Regions from separate parts of the Mus musculus genome. Here region 2 is linked to region 1. Evidence: chromatin contacts called from public HiChIP or PLAC-seq data. All regions are on one chromosome and are shown on one strand. The core of a region is the stretch at or near the end of the contact, and the rest is flanking DNA. Distances in the headings are between cores, read along the strand shown. Region 1 overlaps Sec14l1 (SEC14-like lipid binding 1). Region 2 overlaps Afmid (arylformamidase).

Region 1 (7,039 bases), core at 4,370-6,869:
TGGGAGTGCAAGGCTGGAGGCTGGCCTTGTTTTTGTTGCTAGCAGGACTAGGCACCACAGCGGGCTACTCAGACAAATGTACAGCTCTCCACACTTGGGGAGATGTGCTCTACATAAGGGCTTCTTAGGAGGGGACACACACACACACACACACACACACGCACGCTTAAACGCACGTGCACACACACATATACATGCACTCGAGCATGCTCAGACTCTCTCTCTCCCCCTCCTACTATCCCAAACGAGCCTGTTCTGCAAACACCCCCATATCAATCAGTGCCCAGGTGACTTGAACTGCCACTTTCTTAGGGCCACCTGCTTTGTCTGCTGTGGCTGCTCCTGTCTATTCTCTGCAAGGGAAATGTTTGTTGTTGCCGTGTGGGGTGTGAGGACAGTGCTTGAGGTCCCACGTGCACCTGTCATCTTGCCTTAATTCCCCTCTGTGGAGTCTGATGTCACCTTTGCCTTCTGGGACTGACCCTTGCCGTCACGGCCTTTGCTTACAGGTTCTTTCCATAAACGAAGAAGGCCTGAGACGATGCGAGGAAAACACCAAGGTCTTCGGCCGGCCAATCAGGTGGGTGGCCTTGGCTCTCTCCAGCATGTAAAGAACAGGAGCTAAATCAACTTCCTTCCGTTGCTCTTGGCCCCACAGCCTGATGGTACCGTTTACCACACGTTCTAGAAGGTTAAAAAGCAAGTGCTGCGGTCAATGGCAGGGTTGTCAGCCTGATGTACCTACCAGTCTGCATGGCCCTGGGAGCCAGACTGCAAGTGAATTCCTGTGGGCTTTGTTTCACTCCCCCAACCCCCAGTTCTTTTCTAATTGTGGAATGCTGTTGTGAAATGGCCAGAGAAAACCTTTTAGAAAAGAAAAGCCAGGCACAGTGGCTCAGGCTGTAATTCCCACGCTTGAGAGACAGAGACAGGAGGAGGAAGAGCTCAAGGTCATCGTCATGACGCAGGGTTCAAGGCCAGCCTAAGTCACCAGAGACCCCGTGTCAAAGAAAGTGGGCCACGACTCAGGCTGAAAAGCATTGATTATGCCAGGCCAGGGTGTGCAGGGCCCGTGCTCACAGCTGCTTGTCCTGCTGGCTCCTGAGGCCGTGCTAGGCCTGTGGGTATCGCAGTTACCGCGGCTCACACCTGAGGCCATCAATGCCTGCTGTCTGCTTTGGCAACAGGTCAGGGAGGTAGCGCCAGCCTGCTCAGCACTGAGCAGGTCTGAGGGGCTCTTTAGTTGTGTAGTTGGAGTTTCAGAGCTAGGGGCTCATTAGCCCAGGCTGTCCTTGAACTCCTGAGCACTGGGATTTCAGCAGTTTGTAGTCTGTCTGGACTTCATCTTGTACTTCAGGTGTTGTTCCTATTCTCCTGAGCCTCTGTATTTCATACACATAGATATAAATAAGGGGTTATAGCACTTTAATTTGGGAATGGCTGTAAATGACTTTTATATCAAAAGAAGAAAATTAAATCCATTTAAAGAAAAAAAAAACACATGTCTTCATATAACTTGTAGCTCGTGGACCTGCTTGGTGGACCTTGAAGGACTGAACATGCGCCATCTGTGGAGACCAGGGGTCAAAGCCTTGCTGCGCATCATCGAGGTGGTGGAGGCCAACTACCCGGAGACGCTGGGCCGCCTCCTCATCCTCCGAGCCCCCAGGGTCTTCCCTGTCCTCTGGACGCTGGTGGGTTTAGATGTTGTTCTGTAGCCAGCAGGGCTTACTCAGTTCACATCTCCCACTGCAGTCTCAGCTGAGCAGGAGAAAGCAGATAAACACATAGATACAAAGTGGGAGATAGAGCAGGGTTTTCCTGAGGCCTCAGTGCTCAGACAGACTCACAGAGCATATGATAGCTGTCACCTGTCACCTCACCCACACATGGTGTCACACGCAGGCTTAGTCTCTGAAGCTCACAGCTCCCCAGATGAAGTTACTCTTGTGTCTGCTCACTTGCAGGTTAGTCCATTTATTGATGACAACACCAGAAGGAAGTTCCTCATTTATGCAGGAAATGACTACCAGGGCCCAGGAGGCCTGCTGGATTACATCGATAAAGAGATTATTCCCGATTTCCTGAGTGGGGAGTGCATGGTATGTATGGGCGAGAAGGTGCACACGGCACTGCAGCATGGTTTGCACAAAAGGGTTTCTGACCCGTTGGTTGGGCTGCTGGCTTTATTTCATCAGATCCCACATGTGGGCCCTGGGCTGACGTGGCTGAGCCCCTGGGGACTTTGTTGATGGTGTACATTTGCATTAACACTTGGGAGGATTTGTTATGGGCCGAGCGAAGCACAGCTTTCTTTATTCACACAGCATTGTGTGACTCACATCTCACACTCACTGCATCAGGAGTTACACGTTTCACAACTACGGCTTTTTACATGATTCTGGGGGGGCGGGTGCACATGTGTGCGTTTTCGTGTATACGCATGTGTGGTGTGTGTGTGTGTGTGTGTCTATGCACATGAGTGTGCATACATGTGTGCATGCATGCATGTGTGTAAGTGTATAGGACCAAGGTTGACTCTGTTGGTCTCTATCTTGTTATTTGGGGCAAAGTCTCTCATTTGAACCCAGGACTCACTAATGAGGTAAGTCCACGTAGCCAGCTTGCTCCAGGATCCCTCCCTCTGGGTCTCATGAAGTGGAATTACAGGTAGACTCTCTGCCCACTCAGCATTTACAGAGGTGCTAGGGGTCCAGAGCAGGGCCTCACAGTCCTGTGACCTACACTTCATTTTTAAGGACACTTGTCTCCAAGGCAGATTTCTCCTAGACTTAAGTAAACAGACGCAATGTTCAAAGTTGGAAAGCCAAAGAGGGGCTTCTCTGTTTGTAGGCTTGGGTTAAGAAGTGAGGTGGTGGATAGGTAGCCAGCGCTCTCTGCTTGCAGACCCTGTACTGCGGTGCAGGAGTCTGATGCTGGGACATGCAGGCTCGTGCCTAGCGGCTTGACAGGAGGATTCAGGGACTGGAGGCCCACAGCACATAGTAGGAGTGCAAGCAGCAGGGAGTCAAGGTCCTTAGCAGGCTGTCTAGTCGCAGTTGATGGTACTGTTGGTCTTCTGAGGGGTGTGTGCTGGGCTCGGCAATGAGCTTTCAGTGTGATTTTTTTTTTCCAAGTGGCTGGAGGAATTTAGAAATCAGAAGAGGTGGGCTTGATTTCAATGAGGACATTGAAGATGCCATCGCAGTACAGGGAGCAAGTGATCAGGAGCAAGGTTAGCACACAGGTGGGCTGTGGCACCCTTGCCTGCTGTCAAGGGGAAACGCGCATCCCAGGCAGTTATGACAAAAACTCAGGGAAGGAAGGACTCACAACTGTTCCTCGTGTCTTCTGTTGGTGTCTGCCAATGTTCTGATGGCTCAGAGTCAAGAGGAGGCCTTCTCTTGGCCGGGCGTGGTGGCGCACGCCTTTAATCCCAGCACTCGGGAGGCAGAGGTAGGCGGATTTCTGAGTTCGAGGCCAGCCTGGTCTACAGAGTGAGTTCCAGGACAGCCAGGGCTACACAGAGAAACCCTGTCTTGAAAAACCAAAAAAAAAAAAAAAAAAGAGGAGGCCTTCTCAGGGCTGTTCCACACTCGTGGAACTTCCCGGCCAGCCTGGTATTGGTTGGTTGGTTGGTTGGTTGGTCTGTCTTCCTTGAGACAGACGCAGTCTCAGTATGTAGCCAGGCTGGCCCTGAACTCACAGCCCTCTGTACAGTCTCTGTACTCTGAGTGCTGATTGCAGGCTTCAGTGGCAAGCCTGTTCCATGCCAGTGTTTGTGACTCTAGTGACTGCAGGGACATGGTGCTGTGCTACAGGCTGAGGGCTGTAATCTTCCTTTCTGTGGAGTGGCTTCTGGGTTGATAATCTAGGGAGTAATTAGATTTTATGCACCTGAAGGTGAGTTTGTTTTATTTAGGTCAATTAGAAAATGTATAGTAAGAATAAATTCTAATTCAGCGTAGCTTTTTCAAGTAAATTCAAAAGAAATAGTCCCTTGTTAACCTTCAGCTGATTCATTAATCGTTAGGCCTGGGTTACATCGGAAGTTTGCTTTATTTTATCTTGGTTATAATTTCTTCCTTCTTTTTTTCTGGTGCTGATAAAACTGAGAGCCTTGTGCATTTTGGGCAGCCCTGTGCTGCTGGACTGCACCCACAGAGAGATGGTAGTTTCTGTGGCTAAGGAATAAAGCGAATGGACTGACTGTCCTGCAGGGCCGGATGAGTTCTGTTAATTCTCTTGTAGATCATCTTAGTAATTGAGCTCCGTATCTCATGGTTATTAGTGTGAATCCTGTGGTAAACCAGCCTCAGCTTGTTCTCATTTATTCAGAGTGAAAACACGTGTGTTTAAGTGGGCTTTACAAATACTTTGCTAAGTACTGCAGACTGTTTGATAACGTTGCCAGTGTTCTGTCTTCTCAGCTACTCCAGGAGGTGGGTATGGGGTGAGCGGCGGTCTGGCCTTTGCGCAGCTCTCACGGCCGTGTTTGCCTTTCTAGTGTGACGTGCCAGAGGGTGGATTGGTCCCCAAATCCTTGTACAGGACTGCAGAGGAGCTGGAAAATGAAGACCTGAAGCTCTGGACGGAGACCATCTACCAGTCTGCCAGCGTGTTCAAAGGAGCTCCACATGAGGTGCCCACCTTGCAGCCTCTTCCATGGGAGAGACACCCTCACCACCACCTGGCATGCAGGGCTTCCCTCTGGGTCCTTGGCTTCTTTTTCTGGTTTTGTTCTTTAGGTTTAGTTGGTACTGATGTCAGTCAGTGGCAACACCGAAGGGTAGCGCTGCCTCGGAAGGACACCTGTCTGCCCAGAGCATTTTGAAAGCAGATTAGCCCATTGACGCTGTTCCCTGGACCTGACCCAGAGTGTGGCTTGCTGGGGAGGGGTGTTTCCCGTTCCTGCATTTAGTTGGATGGCTTTATGGAACACGTTTCACCCACCCGTCTGGTCATTTGTGTTTCTGTCTTTGCTGCTGTTTGTTGGTCTGGTGGAAGGAGGAGAGCTGAGCCCTCTTGTTTCCCTTCTGCCGACCTGGGTGTGGTGGCAGGTGCAGCAGCTGCAGTGGCCTTGTTTGATGCGTCCTCTAGCCTGTCCATGTGGCGTGACATTGCTGGCTCACCCTTTGCCTTGCTCTGCTCTGGGGCAGCTGTGTTGCTCAGTGTTCCTGGTGGGAGGCAGTGCTTTAGACAGAATGGGTCCGTCCGTCAGTGCGGCTGGCTCCTGGATGACTTTCTGCAGTGGCAACCCGGGTTCAGCTGCCTGCAATTTCCATAACTGGTGTGTCTCCCCCAAGAGCTGCAGGTACATAGAGGCAGGCTGAAGAGTGGGCCTGGGGCTATGCTGAGAACAGACAGGTACAGGTCCTGTGTGCCTGCCTGCCTGCCTGCCTGCCTGCCTGCCTGCCTGCCTCCCTCCCTCCCTCCCTCCCTCCCTCCCTCCCTCCCTCCCTCCCTCCCTCATTGTCCAGTCCAGTGCAGGGAACCTTGGACCTTTGTCCCAAGACTCACTCTCCTTCATTCCTTATGTAGGGGCCTTTAGGTAGGCTGCGGTGGAGGGGCCCTGGCTCACTGTTTATTAGGCAGCTGTCAGATTTATCTTGTTGCAAGGCTCAGGGCTTGTCGTGTTTCCTGTGAGTCATTGTTGGAACAGTGAAAGCGACATTCTGCCTTGAGGGATAAGTAAAGTGCCCAGCAGAGGCAGTGCTGCCCAGGCTAGAGGCTGATGTCGGAGTCCCAGGTCTGTCAGCACAGGGGCCAAGGTCCTGGCCAGGCCTGCCTGTGGGGAGCTGCTCTGATGAAGGGAGCGTACTGCATCCATCCTTTAGTGCACCTCCTGCTCTGAGAGGGGCCATTGTGGCTCTTGGATCTGCTGTTACGCCCTTCAGAGGTCATGGAAGGGTTAGGGGAGACAAGGCAGTGGACTGCACAGCCACTCCTGCAGTGCGGCCTCACACCCTCCTCACACACACACCTTCCTTACACATACACCCTCCTCACACACACCCTCCTCACACACACACCCTCCTCACACACACCCCCTCCTCACACACACACCCTCCTCACAGGCCTGCTCTGTCCCTCTTGGACACTTGAGGTGATTCAGGATAAATTCCAGGTTTGGGATTGACACTCTGCATCCCTGGCAGTCACCCCAGGTCACAGCTGATCTCACCACCCACTTGTGTGCGTCCGTTCCCCTCAGCACCTTGTGTGGCAGCTAGCACTGCACTCTGCACTCTGCCCACCCTTCAGTTTGCCGCCTTGGTGCTCCCAGCCTGAGGCAGTTCACTGAGTCTCCCGTCCATGCTTTTTTGATTTGTTGGGAAGTAAGGAGGCTCTCCGGTTGCTAGCGGTCAGGAACACTGCTTGATAGAGTGCTGGATACGTTGGCAGGTGGGCATCTAGATGACTGAGTGACCTGTGGCGAAGAGACGCGCCCATGTGATCTCTCCTACTCTCTGCCAGCTCACACATCTGAGCCAGAGAGCCCCCAGAGAGCCCATTCCTGCCCCAGCGCTCGCTGCCAGGCCCCGTGCCTCAGATTGGTTGCTGAGCGGATCTCTTTCTCCAGATTCTCATTCAGATTGTGGACGCCTCCTCAGTGATCACCTGGGATTTTGATGTGTGCAAAGGGGACATCGTCTTTAACATTTATCACTCCAAGAGGTCTCCCCAGCCACCCAAGAAGGACTCGCTAGGGGCTCACAGCATCACTTCCCCAGGAGGCAACAACGTGCAGCTGATAGACAAAGTCTGGCAGCTGGGCCGGGACTATAGCATGGTGGAGTCTCCTCTAATCTGCAAAGAAGGAGAGAGCGTGCAGGTAAGCCTGCCAGCCAGCACTGCTGCAGACTCTGTCCTGAGAAGGCGGTAGCTGGCCCTCTAGCCCATGTGGCTTCTGCCACCAGAATGGCACAGGTGGTCTGCCTAGTGCCAGAAAGACTCAGGATGCCCCAGGGCACAGAGGAAGGAGAGGCACGAGACCTTAGTAAAGTGTGGGTTTCCCCAGAAGTGCACATGCACCCAA
Region 2 (6,632 bases), core at 4,102-6,601, 680 kb after region 1:
TGCCAGCTTTGTTTGGGACTAAGAGGACATGGAGTTGGGCTGGTGAGATGGCTCAGTGGATAAGAGCACCCGACTGCTCTTCCGAAGGTCCAAAGTTCAAATCCCAGCAACCACATGGTGGCTCACAACCATCTGTAACGAGATCTGACGCCCTCTTCTGGTGTGTCTGAAGACAGCTACAGTGTACTTACATGTAATAAATAAATAAATCTTTAAAAAAAAAAAAAAAAAAAAAAAAAAAGAGGACATGGAGTGTTTGGTGCTTTGGAAATAAGAGCAGGGAAGCTGAGACAGGAGGATTTACTGCAGGTTTGAGGCCAGCCTTGTCTCAGAAGACAAAGCAAGAAGGTGGGGTGTAGCAGGGCGGTAGGGCCTGTGGTCTGCAGCAAGCCTTGGGTTACATCCCTGGCACTGAATAAAACTCAGCGTGATATTGAGTACCTGTGATTCCAGCCCTCGGGAGCTGGAGGTCAGGGATCAGGGTTATCCTCGGCTAAATAGGGAGTTTGAGGCCAGGCTGGGATGCATGAAGCAGCAAGTTTGTGTTTACACATACATGCTGCATACACACTAAATAGATGCAGTTGGTGTCCCTGCATTGAGAAGAAGGGTGTTTGGGGTCTTGGAGGACACCGCTGTTCTGAGGACCATCCCGAGATGCCTGCCACCGGATCCACCCCGCCCCTGCAGCATGCACATTTTTTTAGTTTTTCGTCTTATTCAGCTGCTGTATTCCATTTAACTCTCTACACTTTTAATCTTTAACTCTCACAGCTTGCTAAGAGAAGGGACATAATTGTCTCTGTTTCCCAAGGGAGGGAGCAGCCTGGAGATTAAAGTCCACAGTGAGGACAGCCTGTTCATTTCCCTCAGCACAGTGTCCTGTGCGCATGGGGCGTCTGCCCTGAGGCATGTTTGTCCAGGACCTTAGGGAGGCAACATCATGGTCAAGTTGTTTACAGTTGTCATATCATCTTTATCTTTCATTTTACGTTGTTTGGGCTTTTCGAGACTGGGTCTCATAGCTGAGGCTAGCCTCAAACTCACTAAGTAGCTGAGGAAGGCCTTGGACTCCTGACTCTTCTGCCTCTCCTTCCCAAGTATGTATTGTAAGCTACATTATCATCATTTTATGTGTGCTGGCATTTTCCTGCTTGTGCACCACGAGCCTGCCTGGTGTCTGCAGAGCTAGGAGAACAACTGGAGTTCCAGATGTTCGTGAGCTTCCGCATGGGAGCTGAGGGTTGAATCTTTGCGCTCTGGAAGAGTAGCCAGTGCTCTAAACCCATGGGCCAGCCCTCCAGCCCCCGGCCCACTTTTGTCTTTCCACAGTAAAGATGACTCGGCCTTCATGGTAAACCCACTGACTGCACAGGGAATCGTGGTGGTGATAGTGGCTTATGACATTGCACCCAAAGGTAATAAGGGTGGCCCCTGAAGATCTGCGGGCCAGAGCTTTGTGTAGATAGAGCCCCCTGGTGGATCCTGACCCAGCATTTTGCTCTGTTCAGGCACACTGGACCAGATGGTGGACCAGGTGACCCGCAGTGTCGTGTTTCTACAGAGGCGCTATCCAAGCAATGAGTAGGTGTCTCACGGATGCTTTCAGGGAGCAAGGGAGGGCTAGGTCTGTGGAGCCCGACACAGACCGGGACTTCTGATGCCTTAGGGAAATGCCTTAGCCGTAATCCGGGTCTCTGTCTCACCCAGGGGAATCTACCTCTGCGGACACTCTGCGGGAGCTCACCTGGCTGCTATGGTGCTCCTGGCCCGCTGGACCAAGCATGGCGTCACACCCAACCTCCAAGGTTTCTTATTGTTTGTCAGGTAGCCCAGGCTGGCATCCAACCTGTAAGGTTTCTGTGGGTATGGGAGGAGCTGGCCAGGCAGCTCATACCCTCTCTGGAGCAGTGAGAGGGTAGAGCAGCTGGTTGAAAGGCTGATAACTTGAGTAGAGGAGACCCTTCTTTGCCTCTGCCCACAGTCCTGGTCTTCCTCTCTGGCCTGGAGGGTGGGCAGGTTGGTCTTACCAGGCCTGGCTGCTGGCCTGAGCTCCTCACCTTCATAGGCTTTCTCCTGGTGAGTGGGATCTACGACCTGGAGCCCCTCATAGCCACCTCCCAGAATGACCCTCTGCGCATGACCCTGTGAGTTATCACCCCTTCCTTTCTCCGGCACCCACCCGAGGCCTGTCTCCCCTCTGTCCTGACCCCACCACTGTCCCATCCCAGGGAAGATGCTCAGAGAAACAGTCCACAGCGACACTTGGATGTGGTTCCAGCACAGCCTGTGGCTCCAGCCTGCCCTGTGCTGGTGCTTGTGGGTCAGCATGACTCCCCAGAGTTCCACCGGCAGTCCAAGGAGTTCTACGAGGTACTGCTAACAGCCAGCTATGACCCCGGGTTCAGCATCATGTGGTCTCCTCTCCCTCGTTATTCTGCCCAAATGAGCTGGACCTGTTGGTGCACACGTGGACTCCCAGTTACTCCGGAGGCTGAGGCAAGAGGATCATGTGGTCAGGGTGTGCTTTAAAGAGAGCTCAAGGCTCTAAGGAACTTAGTAAGACCCTGTTATAAAATTTAAAGAAGCCGGGCGTGGTGGTGCACGCCTTTAATCCCAGCACTGGGGAGGCAGAGGCAGGCGGATTTCTGAGTTCAAGGCCAGCCTGGTCTACAAAGTGAGTTCCAGGACAGCCAGAGCTACACAGAGAAACCCTGTCTCGAAAAACAAAACAAAACAAAACAAAAATTAAAGAAAGAAAGGTTAGGGTATAACTCGATGGTAATGGGCTTGGTAAGCATAAACAAAGTTCTGGTGCAATCCCCAGGACTGTAATAAATAGACATATTCTGTCTAGCGGACCCCAGGACGGTCATTCCCTCATTCAACAAAGCCATTCAAAAAAACCTGCCTTTTACTGAGAGCCACCACTTCAGCCGCACTCTCATGCCCCGCCCCCTCATTTCTATCCAGACACTTCTCCGCGTGGGATGGAAGGCCTCTTTCCAGCAGCTGCGTGGTGTGGATCACTTTGACATCATAGAGAATCTGACCCGGGAGGATGACGTGCTCACCCAGGTGGGGCTAACCCCCACAACAGTCTTTCTAAATGGACAGCGTGGATCCCACGCCCACACATGGGCGTGGCCTGGGCGTCAAGAGCAGAGGGAAAGATTGGCAGTGCCTAGATGGAAAAGCCAAAGCCGGCTCCACAGAAGGGCATGTGGCGAGTGTTTATTGTTTATTATTGTTGTTGCTGAGACAATGTCTCACTGTATAACCCTGGCTGGACTGGGACTTAAAATATAGATCAGGCTGCCCACAAACTTGTAGTGATCCTCCTGCCTCAGTCTCCTGGGGCGCTGAGGTTAGAGGTGTGTACAACTGTATCAGACTTGTTACGGCTCTGACACAGAGAGTACCATAAACAGTTCAGAGAAGCCGGCAAGATGGCTCAGTGGATAAAGAAAGGGACTTGCTATGGTGTCTGAGAAGCTGAGGCTGACCCCTAGGACCCAGGCGGTGGAAGGGGAAAACCAGCTCTTGCAAGTTGTCCTCTGACCTCCACGCGTGTGTCACGGTGTGTGAACATCCACTAAATAAATAGTTCTCTTAAAGGGATGACGCTGTGTGTGGTGGCGCACGCCTCTAGTCCCAGCACCTGAGAGGCAGAGGCAGGCGGATCTCTGAGTTTGAGGCCAGCCTGGTCTACAAAGCGAGTTCCAGGACAGCCAGGACTACACAGAGAATCCATTTGAGGGGAGGGGGGCAAAGGATAAATAGAAAATTGTTGCCACACATCTGACAGGTGATAATCTTTTTCTTTTTCCCCCACTTCGGAAGTAGGGAAGGGCACCTGACTAGCTTGATTTTATTTTGAGGTGCTGGGAATTGAACACTGTGTGTGTGTGTGTGTGTGTGTGTGTGTGTGTGTATGCATGTGTACGCATGTACATGTGGAGGCCAGAGGTTGACATACGGCATCTGCTTCAGACACTCCTTTTTTTTTTTTTTTAAGATTTATTTATTTATTTTACATACAATGTCAATCAGACACACCAGAAGAGGGCATCAGATCCCATTACAGATGGTTGTGGGCCACCATGAGGTTGCTGGGAATTGAACTCAGGACCTCTGGAAGAGCAGTCGGTGCTCTCCAGCCTTCTCTCCAGCCCCACACGTTTTTTAGACAGGGCATCTCATGGAACCCAGAGCTCATTGCTTTTGGCAGGCTGGCTGCTGCTGGCCAGGGAGTTCAGGGTTCCACCTATCTCTGCTCTCCACCCCAGCTCTAGAGTCAGATCTGGGCCCCTGCACCCGACCTCTGTGGGTTCTGGGAATATGTCTGGTGTCTCCCCAGCTGAGCCACCTCTTGGTCCGTACTTCTTTTTTTTTTTTCTTTTTTTTTTTAAGATTTATTTATTTATTATATGTAAAGTACACTGTAGCTGTCTTCAGACACTCCAGAAGAGGTTGTCAGATCTCGTTATGGATGGTTGTGAGTCACCATGTGGTTGCTGGGATTTGAACTCGGACCTTCGGAAGAGCAGTCGGGTGCTCTTACCCACTGAGCCATCTCACCAGCCCTGGTCCATACTTCTAAGTTGAGCGACAGGCTCTTCCTAAGTAGACCAGGCAGGCTTTTAACCCCTTCCTTATGCTTTCCTGTCTACTCTGTTTGGATGGTGGAGGTCAGAGGCTCACTTGCGGGACTTGGTTATTCTCTTCAGTTTGATTCTGGGATCAGACTCAGGCAGTCAACTTGGTGGCAAGCACCTTTATCCACTGAGCCATCCCACTTTGGTTTTGAACTTGTAGCCCTTCTGCCTCAGGATCCTGTTGGCCCACAGGACCAGCTTAGACCTTTTTATTTACTTGTTTGTCTATTTATTTTGAAACAGGGTCTCACTCTGTAGACCAGGCTGGCCTGGAACTGAGGTCCACCTGCCTCTGCCTCCCAAGTGTTGGGAGCAAAGGTGTGTGCCAGCACCTACAACTGTTTCTTTATTCAGATAGCCATCCATTCCTGGCCTTTCTTGTCCTCTCTTCCTCCTGCAGATCATTTTGAAAACAGTCTTCCAGAAGCTGTGAGGACACCCAGTCCCCATTCTGTATGCACCTCAGAGAGCCTTCAGAAAAGAGGCTCCATCTCACACTGCCTTGCCTGTCCACCCTGTACAGTCTCCCTGCTGTGAACACAATCTCCTCTCCTGCCATTCTTCACCCCACCCAGATGGAGGCCCAGGGAAAGCCTGCAGATTGTTACTGGAAAATGCACACAGCCACCACCTGGCCAAGTCTGCCCCACCCTCCACCCCACCCCTGCCTGCTGACAGGGAGTTGCCATTAACTTCTGGCTGGCTTTCTGTGCCAATTAGCAGTATCAGTGTGGACTGGCTGGGGCTGAGGCTGTAGCTGAGTGCTGGAGTTCTGCCTATCTCCTACTGCAAGAGAAGGTGGGGTGGGGAAAAGAAATGAAGACAGACAGACAGACCAACCAAACACTGGGGGACGTAGCTCGCTGGTAGAAAGCCTGACCACCATGCATACGATCCTGGGTTTCAACAAGGAAACCTGATACTAACAAGGAAAAAAGAAAGAAAAGAGAAGAGACAGAGACAGGCCCAGTGTATACCTGAATCCCAACACTGAAGCAAGAGAATTGCTTGTGATTTCAAGACCATCCTGGACAACATAGCTAGACCCTGTCTCAAAAAGAAAAGGGACTGGAGAGATGGCTTGGCAGATCAGAGTGCCTGGCACTGAGCCTGACAACCTGTGTTTGGTCCTTGGGGATCCATATGGAAGGAAACAACCAACTCCCCCAAATTGTCTTTTGGCTGCCATGTGTGTGTATCTTAGCATACACACCACACATACATGATGATGGTGATAAAAAGAGTCCATGTTGTGCCTGCTGTATGAACTAACAAGGATTTACTTAGAACTGCACCAGCCCAGAGAGGCCACCCGCACAAAGACCTGTGTGTAGCAGGCTCTACCAGACCTGATAACTATTCCTGCAGCACACCACTGGGCCTTCTGAAACAGCTGGTGTGGGCTGTAGCCATACTTCTTGCCTACTTTATTGGGTTCTCATAGCTACCACTCTTCCCCACCCCAATCCCTTCCAACCCCCCAACACTAGGGAGTTGAGAAGGTTGGAGGGAAGGGGGGCATAGATCTCTTTAGATGCCCTGCTGATTAGGGGCATCGAGATCTTTGGGACAAGAACAGCCAGCAAGTCATCAAATAGCAAAGGAGCCACAGGGGACGCAGCAGCCACCTCCTCTTGGGGCTCTGGCATTTTTAACCCTCTTAAGAACCCCCAGAATTCCAAATGTCAACTATCTTCCTCTGGCAGCCTCACGCCCCTGCCTGCCAGGGCAGGAGACAAATCGTAGTTGCATGTGGACAATCTTAAGCAGCCCCATTTCCCACACCTGGCATTAAAGCAAAAGCTTAGTCACATAACTGGGGTTTTCTGTTTGTTTATTTAATGTATGTGAATATACTGTCACTCTTCAGACACACCAGAATAGGGAATTGGATCCTATTTCAGATGGCTGTGAGCCACCATGTGGTTCCTGGGAATTGAACTCAGGACCTCTGGAAGAGTGGTTAGTACTCTT

The links. HiChIP or PLAC-seq counts read pairs in DNA pulled down with a chosen protein or histone mark.
Region 2: a contact with region 1 is called in an HNF4G HiChIP or PLAC-seq map of pancreatic cancer cells. The contact joins two enhancer-like sites. A contact is called at or near these places in 3 of 115 datasets of contacts at active chromatin or transcription factors (embryonic basal ganglia, pancreatic cancer cells and trophoblast stem cells).

The regions. Positions count from the first base shown.
Region 1 is chr11:117,148,637-117,155,675 of GRCm38.p6, forward strand. Sec14l1 (SEC14-like lipid binding 1) reads left to right here. Exons shown (of 16, transcript NM_001166506.2): 10 at 510-580; 11 at 1,523-1,694; 12 at 1,968-2,102; 13 at 4,508-4,642; 14 at 6,584-6,835. Among named protein-coding and RNA genes, the nearest start is that of Sec14l1, 37 kb to the left of the region's middle. Within about 2 kb of position 5,620, at least 44 of the 459 cell types and tissues checked have an H3K27ac peak or open chromatin away from gene starts, as enhancers often do. A contact at or near this core is called in pancreatic cancer cells, where this site is marked.
Region 2 is chr11:117,833,435-117,840,066 of GRCm38.p6, forward strand. Afmid (arylformamidase) reads left to right here. Exons shown (of 11, transcript NM_027827.3): 5 at 1,333-1,418; 6 at 1,512-1,584; 7 at 1,711-1,808; 8 at 2,069-2,147; 9 at 2,232-2,373; 10 at 2,974-3,078; 11 at 5,059-6,474. The coding sequence ends at 5,091. Among named protein-coding and RNA genes, the nearest start is that of Tk1, 11 kb to the left of the region's middle. Within about 2 kb of position 5,352, at least 43 of the 459 cell types and tissues checked have an H3K27ac peak or open chromatin away from gene starts, as enhancers often do. A contact at or near this core is called in pancreatic cancer cells, where this site is marked.